Regions from separate parts of the Rattus norvegicus genome. Here regions 1 and 2 are each linked to region 3. A link is a contact called in public Hi-C data. All regions are on one chromosome and are shown on one strand. The core of a region is the stretch at or near the end of the contact, and the rest is flanking DNA. Distances in the headings are between cores, read along the strand shown.

What was found. A called contact is a pair of places that touch in the nucleus more often than the background predicts.
Region 1: a contact with region 3 is called in a Hi-C map of Schwann cells, with 6 times the contacts expected there. The contact joins two enhancer-like sites. A contact is called at or near these places in 7 of 12 Hi-C or Micro-C datasets (the A7r5 cell line, the Rat2 cell line, Schwann cells and 4 more).
Region 2: a Hi-C map of Schwann cells shows a contact between it and region 3, with 2.6 times the contacts expected there. The contact joins the promoter of Elp4 here to the enhancer-like site in region 3. A contact is called at or near these places in 3 of 12 Hi-C or Micro-C datasets (the A7r5 cell line, Schwann cells and frontal cortex).

Annotation. Positions count from the first base shown.
Region 1 is chr3:113,022,879-113,026,865 of GRCr8, reverse strand. It overlaps the pseudogene Dcdc1-ps1. Among named protein-coding and RNA genes, the nearest start is that of Dcdc1, 47 kb to the right of the region's middle. Within about 2 kb of position 1,570, at least 11 of the 93 cell types and tissues checked have an H3K27ac peak or open chromatin away from gene starts, as enhancers often do. A contact at or near this core is called in Schwann cells, where this site is marked.
Region 2 is chr3:112,837,941-112,841,911 of GRCr8, reverse strand. Elp4 (elongator acetyltransferase complex subunit 4) reads left to right here and starts at 1,949. Exons shown (of 10, transcript NM_001115047.2): 1 at 1,949-2,172. The coding sequence starts at 1,953. Immp1l (inner mitochondrial membrane peptidase subunit 1) reads right to left here and starts at 1,773. Exons shown (of 7, transcript NM_001399642.1): 1 at 1,702-1,773.
Region 3 is chr3:112,526,011-112,529,912 of GRCr8, reverse strand. No RefSeq gene overlaps it. Among named protein-coding and RNA genes, the nearest start is that of Pax6, 63 kb to the left of the region's middle. Within about 2 kb of position 2,517, at least 9 of the 93 cell types and tissues checked have an H3K27ac peak or open chromatin away from gene starts, as enhancers often do. A contact at or near this core is called in Schwann cells, where this site is marked.

The sequences.
Region 1 (3,987 bases), core at 321-2,820, 500 kb before region 3:
AATGCTTAATCTCTTAGCAATAGCAACTAACAAATATTTTCAAATGACCTAAAGCATAGGCTCTAAAATACTCTCAAACACCCTTACGAAAATAAAATATTAAATTTTCCTCTCTGCGATGAACAAATTTCTGTCACCACTAAAGCAATTCAAAGATTATTTTGAATCAAATCATTTCTGATAAGGATAATATTGTTATATTTAATATCTAATTAAGAAACATATCGAAAGTATGGGTAAAGTCATTTGTTTTTAGCTCATACATCTTTTTAAATCTAAAAATTGTGCAAATCTTAATTGGAATATTAACAAAATATGTTTCAATTTTGAACTGTGAAACCTGCACATACTGATATTATCTAATTATTTCTTCCTTTAATAGTATGGCCATAAAGCAAACCCACAATGTCATTGCAATTTAAACAGTGAAATCTGAGTTTTTAAGTAGAAATTAAATGTTTGGATTTCTCAACCTAGTGTATTGCATATTAAACTTTAAAAATTGCATGTAAATACACTGATAAAAACAATCAACCTACCAAACAAACAAAAAACTACGTACAAAAATACTTAATTACTCAGACCAAAACCATGTAGCTCTCAACTTGACTAGGTAGTGAGTTAAATAAATAACCTGAGAACTCATTTTCAGAATCAAACTAAAAAAAAAAGTATTTTTCTGAACCTTCAGACATAAAAGCAAACTGTTGATGTTTTTCAACTCTTCAGGTGAAGTTTAGGGAAAGCCTCCAGAGCCTAAGACCTGTTTGAGGGTTCTTTTTAATTTTCATTTTGTTTTACATAAGCTAAAATTTCACTCCAAGTTGATCATTCTCTTCCAAAGTGCTATAAATGTAGGAGGAGGACTGAGAGCCCCACTGTATCTCGAAGTTACAGAGTAAAGCAGAAACCACAAGCCCAGGGTGAAGGTGGCCAGTGGGGGTGGTGCAGCCATTTCTTTGCTTCCTGTCTGACACTCATGCGTGACTGCAGAGGCTCTAACAACGGAGATGGGTCGTAAACAGCTTTAAATGATTAAAAGCGAGAGTTTATGAACCTTCCCCAAAACTGATGTTTTTAATAAAAATAAATTGCTACGTATTAATTATGTCAAAATCTCTAGGAATTTTGTTAGTTTTTAGGAGCAGAAAAATCGAAGAAGTGTCTAATCGGGAAGACAAGCGGCTTCCAGAGAAGAAGCTCCCCTCAAATCATGTCTGTACCTCACACTGCCCATCAGCTCTTCCAAGCCCTAATCACTGTAACTGCCTGGCACACTTCCATGGACTTTTTTTTTCTTTCATTTTTACAGTATTTCCGAACAGACTGACATATTTTGTTTACTGACAGCAACTAAAGCTTTGTGTAGGATCATAAATAAAGAAGATCGTGTTTAAAAATCACTAATATCATTTTAAAAGGTGCTGCAGCCTTGTGTTTTGGCCTCCGTTTGGCTGTGTTAGCCATGAATGACAGCTTCCCTGCTTGAAGCACACAGAAAGCACAGCCTTGCTCATTCACTGACAGGACTGTGGCCTTTTCACACGTTCCTTCCACAGCAGTGTTTGTCCCCAAACACTGGAACTCGACACAATGGCATTCCTACTCCAACACCCCCACCAACAGCACCAGTACGGAACAAGAATGCTAATGAGCTGGAGCTGGTCCTCATGAAAGTGTTAGCTGCATTTCATAGAGAAACGGTTATGCTCTTTCAAAGATTACCAATTAAACAGACACTGCTTAGCTCTCAGCGATTTCCAAGATGCTTCCACTCTTAAGAAAATACACGTGATAAATGTAAGAGTGAGTTGGCTTTAAGTTGTCCTAAATATAATATCTCATTCGAAGACTCATGAAGCAGTACATATTTAAGATCACTGCAAAGTAACGTGCTTAATTCAGCCACATGCTCTAATAGCCAAGTTAAAGTTTAAAATGAAAGAAAAAAATTAGTAGGCTCATAAATACAAAACCAGTGGCCCTGACTTTTCATTTAAAGTTAGAGTGTAACAATTTGTTTGAGAGAAGTTCCTTTGGGCTTGTAGAATTTTTAAACCCGCTAGAGTTTGACAGACAGCAAAACAATACGGTTTTCGTACGAGATGTCAGAAGTAGAATATACCAAACTGATGTCAAGATGTAATGGTCCTACAATCTTATAACCTTAAGATTTGTTAACAAAACAAGAGCCACCCTCATCCACGTTTCACCTGTCTAGTGATTCCCGAACAGGGTGAGACAGAAAACTAAAGAGAAATGGCTTTCTGGATGGTTGTGTGACGTAATGCAGCTCAAATAAAGCTTATTAATGCCGAGGGGGACCTGGATAGGAACCCCTCCTCTTAAGATAAAGATACTGCCAGGCTTACCAATGGCTGAAGGTGGTATTGTCACAGTACCTCTACAGTGAGTTTTTAAAGCCATGGAAAGGGGACACAACATGCATATAATTAAACATGTGTGACTAAAGAAATAGAAATTTTTGCAAATTTATGGCATGCCTCCTTGCCTTCATCCCTGTACTCTGACTTACATATAGTGTGACGTTTAACACGGTTACAACGCAGTAATAGAGCTGGAGGGAAAATAGCAAAGAAGCTAGCTTCTTAGGGATTCTTAAACTTAGGATAAGATTGAGATTCTTACAGAGTTTAGACGGACAGCCTGGAACAAATTAAAAATGTAAAATTTTGTTCATATTTACATTTAAGATTTAATAAATTATACTTGTAATTTTGACAAAGAGCTCTTTAAATGAAAGCAGCAATTCTCAAGGCATTCTTGGCACAGTGTACTGCACTGGAATTTAACATTTATTTAGCATTCTTTAGAGTGGCAGAAATAAGAGGTCTTGGCCCTTACTGTCCCGATATCTTCTGTCTTGCCAACCCTCACTTTCACTAAAACTTAGAAAGTGCTTATCTTCAGCTTTTATTAAAATGGTGCTTTTGTTGCATTAGAAAAGAGCCACTTGCTTTTTTTTTTAACACGAAACAACTTTAAACCCTTCAGTAAATGGAACACAAGTACAAAGGAACAAATTTAATTTGGCAAATCTTTCATTTATTTAATGAAATCATTATATGTTGAACATTAACTTTTAAGTATTAAATAATTAAAAGAATAAAATATTCCTTACACCGGTTTTGGTCTAATAGGACATTGAAAAAGTCTGGATTTGTAGTCAAATTGTCTATAGTAGTTATTAATCCTCTCTGATTCACTGTAATTAATTAAAAAGCAGACTAAGTACGCTTTTCCTTAAAAAGCCTGAGGCATGCTAAGAGGTCCTGAGAGCTTTGGTGAACTTTCCTCTGCCCATCGTGTGTTGCTCTTCTCCGAGCAGACGGCAGGAGGTGCTGTGTGAACACTGAGCCTGTCATCTCAAGCCCCATCTCCCTCCAGTTTTTCTGTGTGCAGTGAATAGTGAGATGCTTTCAAAATATTCATTTATCAGCGGCCAGTGGCCTGAGATAATGAGCCAAGTTCTAAAATGGAACCTCCAAGTTCACAATATAAACCCACCCTTACTTGACACAAAGGTTGACGTCACTTAAGTGTATGTTGGAAGATTTTTTTAAATGTTACAACTTTTTCTTGTAATTATCAAAATTGCAACATTCTGTTTACAATATAAATCCTTTTTTAAGTAAACCAAATGTCCCAAAATTAATTACAAAATTATACGTCTTCACACACACACACACACACACACACACACACACACACACACACGTGTGTGTGTGTGTATAAATAAATACACAAGTATAGAATGAATGCATAGAAATTAAAAGGCAAAATCTAGTTTAATTTAGTCAAACACATTAATCCAACCATACTCTGGATCCTGAAATATACAAGTTAAATAAGTATGAGGGAAGTAAGTCACTCTTGAGGAAAAGTTAATTCCCAATTCATTTCTCTAGAATCTGATTTGTTTTTAGATGCATTTCTATGATAGTGAGGTGAGTTCACACCAGAGGA
Region 2 (3,971 bases), core at 700-3,199, 310 kb before region 3:
TAATGTCAGATCTCATGGTTTGCTCATGAAAGAAAGGAGTAGAATAAAGAGAGGCTTTATTGTCTGCCACACCTAAATTATTTACTATTTGGTCTCAGAGAAATCCACTCAAGACCAAACACAAACTTGAGATTATTTTTCATATTTCCTGCTGTGACTCCAACTGGTGTTAGTCTTCACTGGGAATAATGAAGGATAATCAAATGAAACAAAATATATTATCTGCCTAAAAGGAGCTTGACATCTAAACTATGAAGACTGGGAATCAAATAGGAATTCTTTATTTGCTATTAGAGAAAGAATCTACCATTTTAATAAAACGGACAAGATTGTATAAAAATCCAGTCTGGGTTTAAGCAAGTGCTTGGCAGTTATCTGGGTGTCTCAAAATATAAAGGTATGCACCGTACACACTGGTGACATATTTGAAATGACACCAAGCAACCTTCTTCAAATCTTTCTGGTTGATATGTTGTTAAACCACAAGGTTTGTTGCTTTCCTCCCCCACCCCCGATATGATTATTTATTATCTGTTTTGATTTTTTTATTATTGTTTGTTTTGCTGATGTGAACCCTGAACACCTGATTCTCCTTCTCCAACTCTTTAGGATTACAGGCTCCAGCCCAAGCCTGAATATGATGCAAAAAAAAAGGGGGGGGGGGAGAGAAAGGGAAAGAAAAAATATAAAGTGTTGTGATGAATTCACCTGTAAGTCTCAGTGACAGAAGGCAAAGGCAGACTTCTGTGAGTTATAGGCCAAACAGGGTTACAAAATGAGACTGTCTCAAAATGAATGAGTGAATGAATGAATGAATGAATCAATCAATCAATCCATGTATCATCCACCACTGTTGGCAGTTGGTACTGACTTCGGTCTCTTTTTAGTTCAAACACTGCCTATCTTGTATGTCTTCTAAAAATCACTTAATCAATTCTTCCTCCAGTTCTCATATGAAAAAAAAATATTTAAAAACAGCTCTGAATTATGGTTCTTTTTTCTGCCACAAAAAAAAAAAAAACCCTCATAGTATAGTAGGAACCCTCTTCATTCAGATTTCAAATTACTAGAAAAATAAGGTACAAATAAATCTAATTCTACTCAGATTTAGTGGGAGAGAAACTTCGATTAGTTTCTGTTATTTGCAGCTGCTTTGGAGAAGTGACAATTAAATGTGTGAACAAGGTTGTCAGAGTAACACTTGTCATTCACACTGCTTAGGAAAGACCCTCCGAGATTTCCAGAAACACTAATTAAAATTAAGAAAAGCTGCTCACGGGGACTTGTCAGAAAGCTATAGTCTGTGAGACCTGGGAAGAAAGCCCAATGGTCTCAAAGCTCATGAACGGAAGTTTTAAAGTATTAAGTTGACTATTAAACCCACGTAACCCTGAACTCTGACTTAAGCCCAAGAGCTCACCAGCCACTGAAGTCACTGATACCCCTTTCCAGACAACACAACCCTTCGGGAAAACTCGGTCTCTAGGAGGGGCAGTGGTGAGGGTGGTGGGGCTGAGGGATAACTTTCCTTAGAAACCAGAGAGATTAGAGAGGAGTCTCTCCTCTTTGCTAAAGAGCAGGGAAGAAGCGAGCGCCAAATCGCAGTGGCTTAAGAAGCCCTGCGGGCGAATCGCTTCTCCGCCCTTTTCTTTTAACTCCTAGTGAACTCGCAAACCATGAATGCCAAAGGACAGTACCCACCTGCGGCCCCAAACACCAACAGAAGTTCCTCACCCAGAACTCAGATGGACCGGGTTCACCTGGGCCGCTTACAATCCTCCGGCTTTACGTACCGCACTTTTCAGCAATAGGCTTTGCGATTGGTTGGTCAGCAAGGAAATCTCAGTTCTATTGGCTACCAATGGTGAGTAGGCGGGATTTTGGGGCTGACTCTGACAGGCCGACCGCTCGAGTTCCCAGAGTTCCGATTGGGTCATTTTAGGGGCTTCAAGATGGCGGCGGCAGCCACCTGCGGCGCGGGTACCCTCAGCTCCGAATGTGTGGCTTCCGAGGCGGGCCAGAGCCGCACCTCTAGCTTCCAGAGGAGAGGCAAGGCTTCTGGGGCCCCCGGAGGGGGTCCCCGGCTGCTGTCCATCGCAGGCACGCGACCGTCGGTGCGGAATGGACAACTGCTGGTGTCAACCGGGCTCCCAGCCCTGGACCAGCTTTTAGGTCGGTTCAGAATAAAGATGTGGGGGCATTCTAGGGAAAACTTGGGGTGGGACTCCAGAAGCACCCACACCCATTTCCTTTTTCCCTTTCCTCTTCACAAGCATGGTCAGGATAGCCTGTTCTGACAGGGAGGAAAACTGGGGGAGGAAACTTGGATGGAGACGTCTTAAGAGCTGTGCACTAAGCCCGCCTTAAGACCCAAGATTCCTAACTCCACTCTGCCCAGCACCTCATTTCCAGATGACCATGGACTCCCTACATGCTTTTACCCTAAATGATTACTGATGGAAAAAAAAAAGGGGGGGGGGAATTAGCTTGTAGGATCCTCTGGTGGTATCTTAGAACACCCTCCTTCCAACCCCGGGTAACTTAAAGCTGGGACTAACCCACAAAACTTTTTAGCGTTTTAAAGAAAGGTTTCTTTAGAAAAAGCTGAAGGTATTGCCCTCTTTTCTGCCGCCTGACTACTCATCTCTTTAAATCTTAAAGTGGTGTGGCTCTAAAGAGTGCATGTTAAGGATGCCTGTTGATTCAAAGGAATGACAGTCCTTGATATTCAGATAGTTCTGCACTCTGCCCCGCCCCCTTCCCCGTGTCTTAAATTTGTTATCATCTCTGGAATCTTTTACGCAAAGCCTACTGAAGAATATACTTGTTTCATAGAACTGATTTGTTGAAAGGGTTGAGTAGATTAGGTTGGTAGGACAGGCTACATTTCTGTTTGAATGCTGCTTCATAAAAACAGATGTGTGTTGACATCTTGCAACCCTTTTTCGTAGTGTTTACCATATGTCGTTTAAATCTGGTACATTTGCATGATATATTGCATTTGCCATTGCTTATTCTTGTTCTTCACTTGACATTTTCTCCGGGTTTTTTCCAGGCTTTTCAGGTAAGTTTAGCAAAGAGGAAAATAACAAGTCAAGGAACTTACCAGAAACAGCATGGTTTCTTGAGTCTATTATTTCATGTTCTAAATGTATCTTGATTGTTTTCTTTAAAAATTTAAAGTAGTTTCACATAATTGTTTCAAACCCATTCATGTGTATGAGACTAGAAATATGATGCTAAATGCATAGTCGGCTAATATTTATTTCACTTTTTTTTTCTCGTTATTCTAGTTTTGAACCCAAAGCTTAGAAAAGTTGGTCAGTTTTAGTGAACTCTCATCCAGCAGAAATTAATCTGTAAGCTTTAGTGACAGCAGATCTTTCCCATCAGTCTAACCTATCTCTTCTACCCCTTAAATGTCTATATTTTTTTAATTAAATGGGAATAGGTGCCTTTATTCAGTTGATAATAATCAAACTCTTCAAACAAAAGGACAGCATTTTCAGTAGTGTACCTTCATTTCCTCATTAGAATAGCAAATTGTGCTTAGACCAGAGCCTGGTACTTCATAAGTTCTTGATAAGGTTTTGACTGAAAGGAGGAAAAGAAAGCCTAAGCAAGAAATAGTGAAGTGCGAAAAGTGGAGTTTGGCATTTAAGCTCCAAAAATTGATTCAGAAATTTAATGGTATGAGTAGTCACAAAACTCCCAACCATCCGAACTCAATGCAGCTTCAGATTTAATCATCTCTACATTTCCATCACAGCTATTGCTAATTTTTGAGAATTATTTTCAGGGAGTTTTGATAGTTTACTGAGCTTAAGATTAAATACTTAAATATATTCTCTTCACACCTGCCCAAAAGAACTGAGGGCACCTTTTCATCTGTGTTTCTATGGAGACATATATTTGAACAATCATTTTGAAATTTGTAGAAATGCTTGAACAGTGGAGGGTTTTGGTATTTG
Region 3 (3,902 bases), core at 1,268-3,767:
TGGTCAGTGGATGCCTGGTTCAGGGAACAATGGGCAGGTTCGAGTCTTTGAGTGTCCAAGAGAAATAAGTTTGGAAAGACCAGTGCTTCAGGGGGACAGAGAGAGAGAGGGAAAACCAGTGATGTTAGAACTTAGTCACTGACTTGTCTTTATATTCCCTCACAAAAACAAAGTGCCTGCCCTCTAGGGGATTGTAATCTGGGAGCAGGGAAGGGGGAAAATTATGCTTTCAACTAAGCACCCAGTAACTTGCAAAGACATAAAATAATCTGCAAGTCTGGCTTCCGATCTGCCGTACTTTGAATTCTTGAGGATCTGGTATGAATCCCTGACACATAGCCATCTATGAAGTCAGGCGTTCAGGCATCACTGCATAGACAAGATACACTGGCCTATGCAGTTATTGTAAGAGGTAGAGATGGGGTGGTGGAAAAGTCTTCATTGAGATTTGAGCCAGAGCTTAAGAGTTGAGGAAGTTTCAATGAGCTGCTGAAGTTATTTCCTAGAGGGAAATAAAAATACTGCCTACTGTGTCTGAGGAGCCTCCAGGTAAGTTACAGGAAATCGGGCTTCAGTGATGAAGAGAAAGAATCAAAGGAGAGAGCGAAGGATATGTACATAGGTGCGGGTAGGCTCATTTGAGTCTTACCACAATATTGGGTGGTAAACTGGGTCAGTCCTCTGACCCCTTTTCAGGAGGAATATTGAATCACGGAGCTCACTGACAGATCTGAGAACTTCAGGATTAGACATATTCAAAAGTGTAAAAACGATGTCCCACCAGAAACCATCCTTGGAGACAAAACCAAACCTTGCAATGTATTCCGTCACGCAGAAGTACGGTGCAGACATGGCCCGTGTCTATGTGGAGACACTTGGAGTAAAGGAAGGGGTTTGTAGCTGGAGAAGCAGAGGGGAGAGACAATCCAAGTGGCTGAGCTAAAATGCCTTCTCCTGCCTTCTGCCTGCTTCCCTTAGTCCCTCTGGGTACCCCCCAGACATCTGCAGCTCCTCCCCGGAGTCCCTCATTTAGCTCCCAAGGTCTGCAGAAGCCTGGGTGCAGAGAGTTGGTGCAGTTTTGACAAGATGCTCACGGAGGTTCAGTGACTAGTTTTAATTAGGCCATCTTTGTTTATGTTTGATGTTTATCAGCTAATTGGCATGGCAAGGTGTGAGTCACACAGCTTTCCCCTGGCGTGGAATCAGTTTGTCAGAGGAAAGGCCAGGAGAACAAATGATCCCAATTATGAGAGAACCCACTGGGCTAATTATCATCCCACTAAGGACAGAACATCCCCCTCCTGCTCCTCCTGCTGCGCCTGCACCAAGTGCTCAGGATCCCCCCACCCCACCCCCCTCAGCCTCTTCCAACCCAGGAAGTCAGGATCTAGGCCCAGCTGGCTACCTGGAGATTTATTCTCTCCAATTCAAAACCTACGCGCTCCTTCCACTTAGACACGCTAAGGCAATAGCTCTCCTGGAGTCCAAGTTCGTTCTTCCCTTTAGACTTTGCCACAGAAGTAGCTCTATGTAGTTTTTATAATTATTTTCTCAATAACATAATTGGTTTTGTTATACTCACTCTTTTTGATGGAAGGGTCCGAGTGGAGATGGGGACTTTACAGTAATCGATTGGTTCAAGGGCAATGGCTGCAGTTGGCTTTGAACTCTTGTGATCTCTCAGCATCATCGATCTTGACCAGTACAAGATCCCCGGAGGCTCAGACAACCCAAGCATCAATCAATCAGGATTCTTCAGGTAGATTTTTCTGGAGTGACTCTCCCTGTAACTATAGAGGTACTAGAACAATACCATCCAGAACTTTCTGTGACAATGGAAATGACCATCTACTGGCATATTCAGGCAGTATTTATTAGCCACATGTAGCTATCTAGCATAACGATCGTGAAGGGTTGAATTGTGGGATTGACTTTTTCTTTGTATTGGGTTTTAATCGAAAGAGCCACGCGGGGCTAACTGCGACCTTTGCTGGACAGCACCTGCTTGACTGCGGTCTTCCCGAAGGCAGCGATTCCTCAGGAGCCTGCACCTGTGGCTTTTCTACTCCTCAGTTCCTGCCTCCCAAAGGGCAGCGGGCAGCGCAGGGCTCCTGGTTCTCGGCAGCTTCCTGGCTGGTCACCGAGGCCCCTCCGGCGGAGGGCTCGTGCGGAGGAATGCGGTTTGGCTGCCCTTGAGATGAATGATGATCGAGGACCTTTGGAATGTCCACAAAGCCCCCACACTCTAGGCCTCCTCTGTCTCTTTCCCTCACCGGGGTAACAGATGGCCCCGGCTTTCACCAGCCGGGCCCGAGCACATTGTCACTCCCAGCTGAAAGTGAAATATTCAGTGGCATTTAAATTAAATAGACTCTAATGCTTCAGTAATATTAATTACGTTTTCATTCATCCCTAGCCTAATAAATCAATGCGTAAAGAGGGGATGCTCGGGAGGTTGGCAGCCGAGTGGGGCCACTGGGCCTTTGTGTGAGGCCGCACACAATGCCCCCATTCTTAGAGGGCCCTGCTTGCCCCTGCAAACATCTGTGCTTAGCGCCTCTTGAGGAGGAGCCAAAGTGGTAACATTTACACTCTGCGTCCAATTTGTCCCTGGTCCCTGCACCAGGGCCTGAGTCAGGCAAACGTAAAGCCAGAGTCACAATACACACTACATTTAGAGCGACTGCTGCTGCTGCCACTACTGCTGCTGCTGCTGCTGCTGCTGCTGCTGTGTCTGTACAACTAAGGGGATTAGGAAATTGGGAGCGGGGAGAGCTAGGGAACTGGTGGGGAGAGAGGTGTCTGCTGGTGCTAGGATCTCTCTCCTAGCTGCAGCCAAGGAAGGCAGGAGACAAGCTAGCAAGCAAAGACAGGACAGAAGAGGAAGGAAAGAGGAAAGGAAGGAGAGGAAGGAGGGAAGGAGATCAGGAAGTTATTATTGAATGAGCTAGCATTTCGTAGGGACAGTAACCAGGTGTTTAATGCCTTCTAATGCTCTCTTAACATGAAATAGCAACTGTAAAGAGCACAGTAGTTACTTAAACTTATTGGTAGAAATTAAATAATTTGCCTATGTTTGCTGCCCGCCTCTGCTACTGGGAGCCATGCTTCCCACCTCTGAATTTTACTTGGAAGAAAGGAAGGGATGGATGTTGGGGATATGGTTTAGGTTGGGGGCAAAGGGCTGATGTTTGAGAAGTTTCCAGCATCGCCCTGGTTTCTGTGGCTCTCAGCTTTGGGGAGGTCCTGTCCCCAGCAAGCAGTGGCCCCACCCGCTCTCAGCTATACATATGTAAAAGAAGCCAGTAAAACAGTCCAGAGGGCCTGCCCTCCTAAATCTTCAGGCTACAAAACCTCCCTCTTGTGATGCTTCAAAGCTGCCCAGAGCTACCAGTTTACCCCTAGAAGTCCCTACTCAATGCCTCTGATTGGAAAATAAATAACCTTGCCCGTAAAAAGTGTGGGCCAATTGTTGGTCCAGGAATGGGAAAGGGCCGTGTGCATCAGTGTGTGGAGCTCTGGCCTCTCCTCATTCCTCTACCAGATGCGGGCTGTGGCGATAGCAATGGTTTCTCACGAAAGTTTAGAATAGTGCACTTAGGCATTCAATAAACCACTCAGCAAACACTAGGCACACAATCCTAGAAAGTCACAGTAGCACTGGACATGAGAGGGGAAGGGAGTATATCACCTGGACGCCTTTCTGTCTAGACAATGCGTTCTACTGTGTCTTAACAGAAACTGGGTCACTAGAGAGCATACTTCTTTGTGACTTGATCCTGCCCCCAGCTAATATGACTCAAGGATGTTTAAATGCCATTAAACACATACCTGTACCATAACATTTTAAATGATGACGTTTGCAGATTACAGCTGAAATGATATTATTTAACCAACCCCTA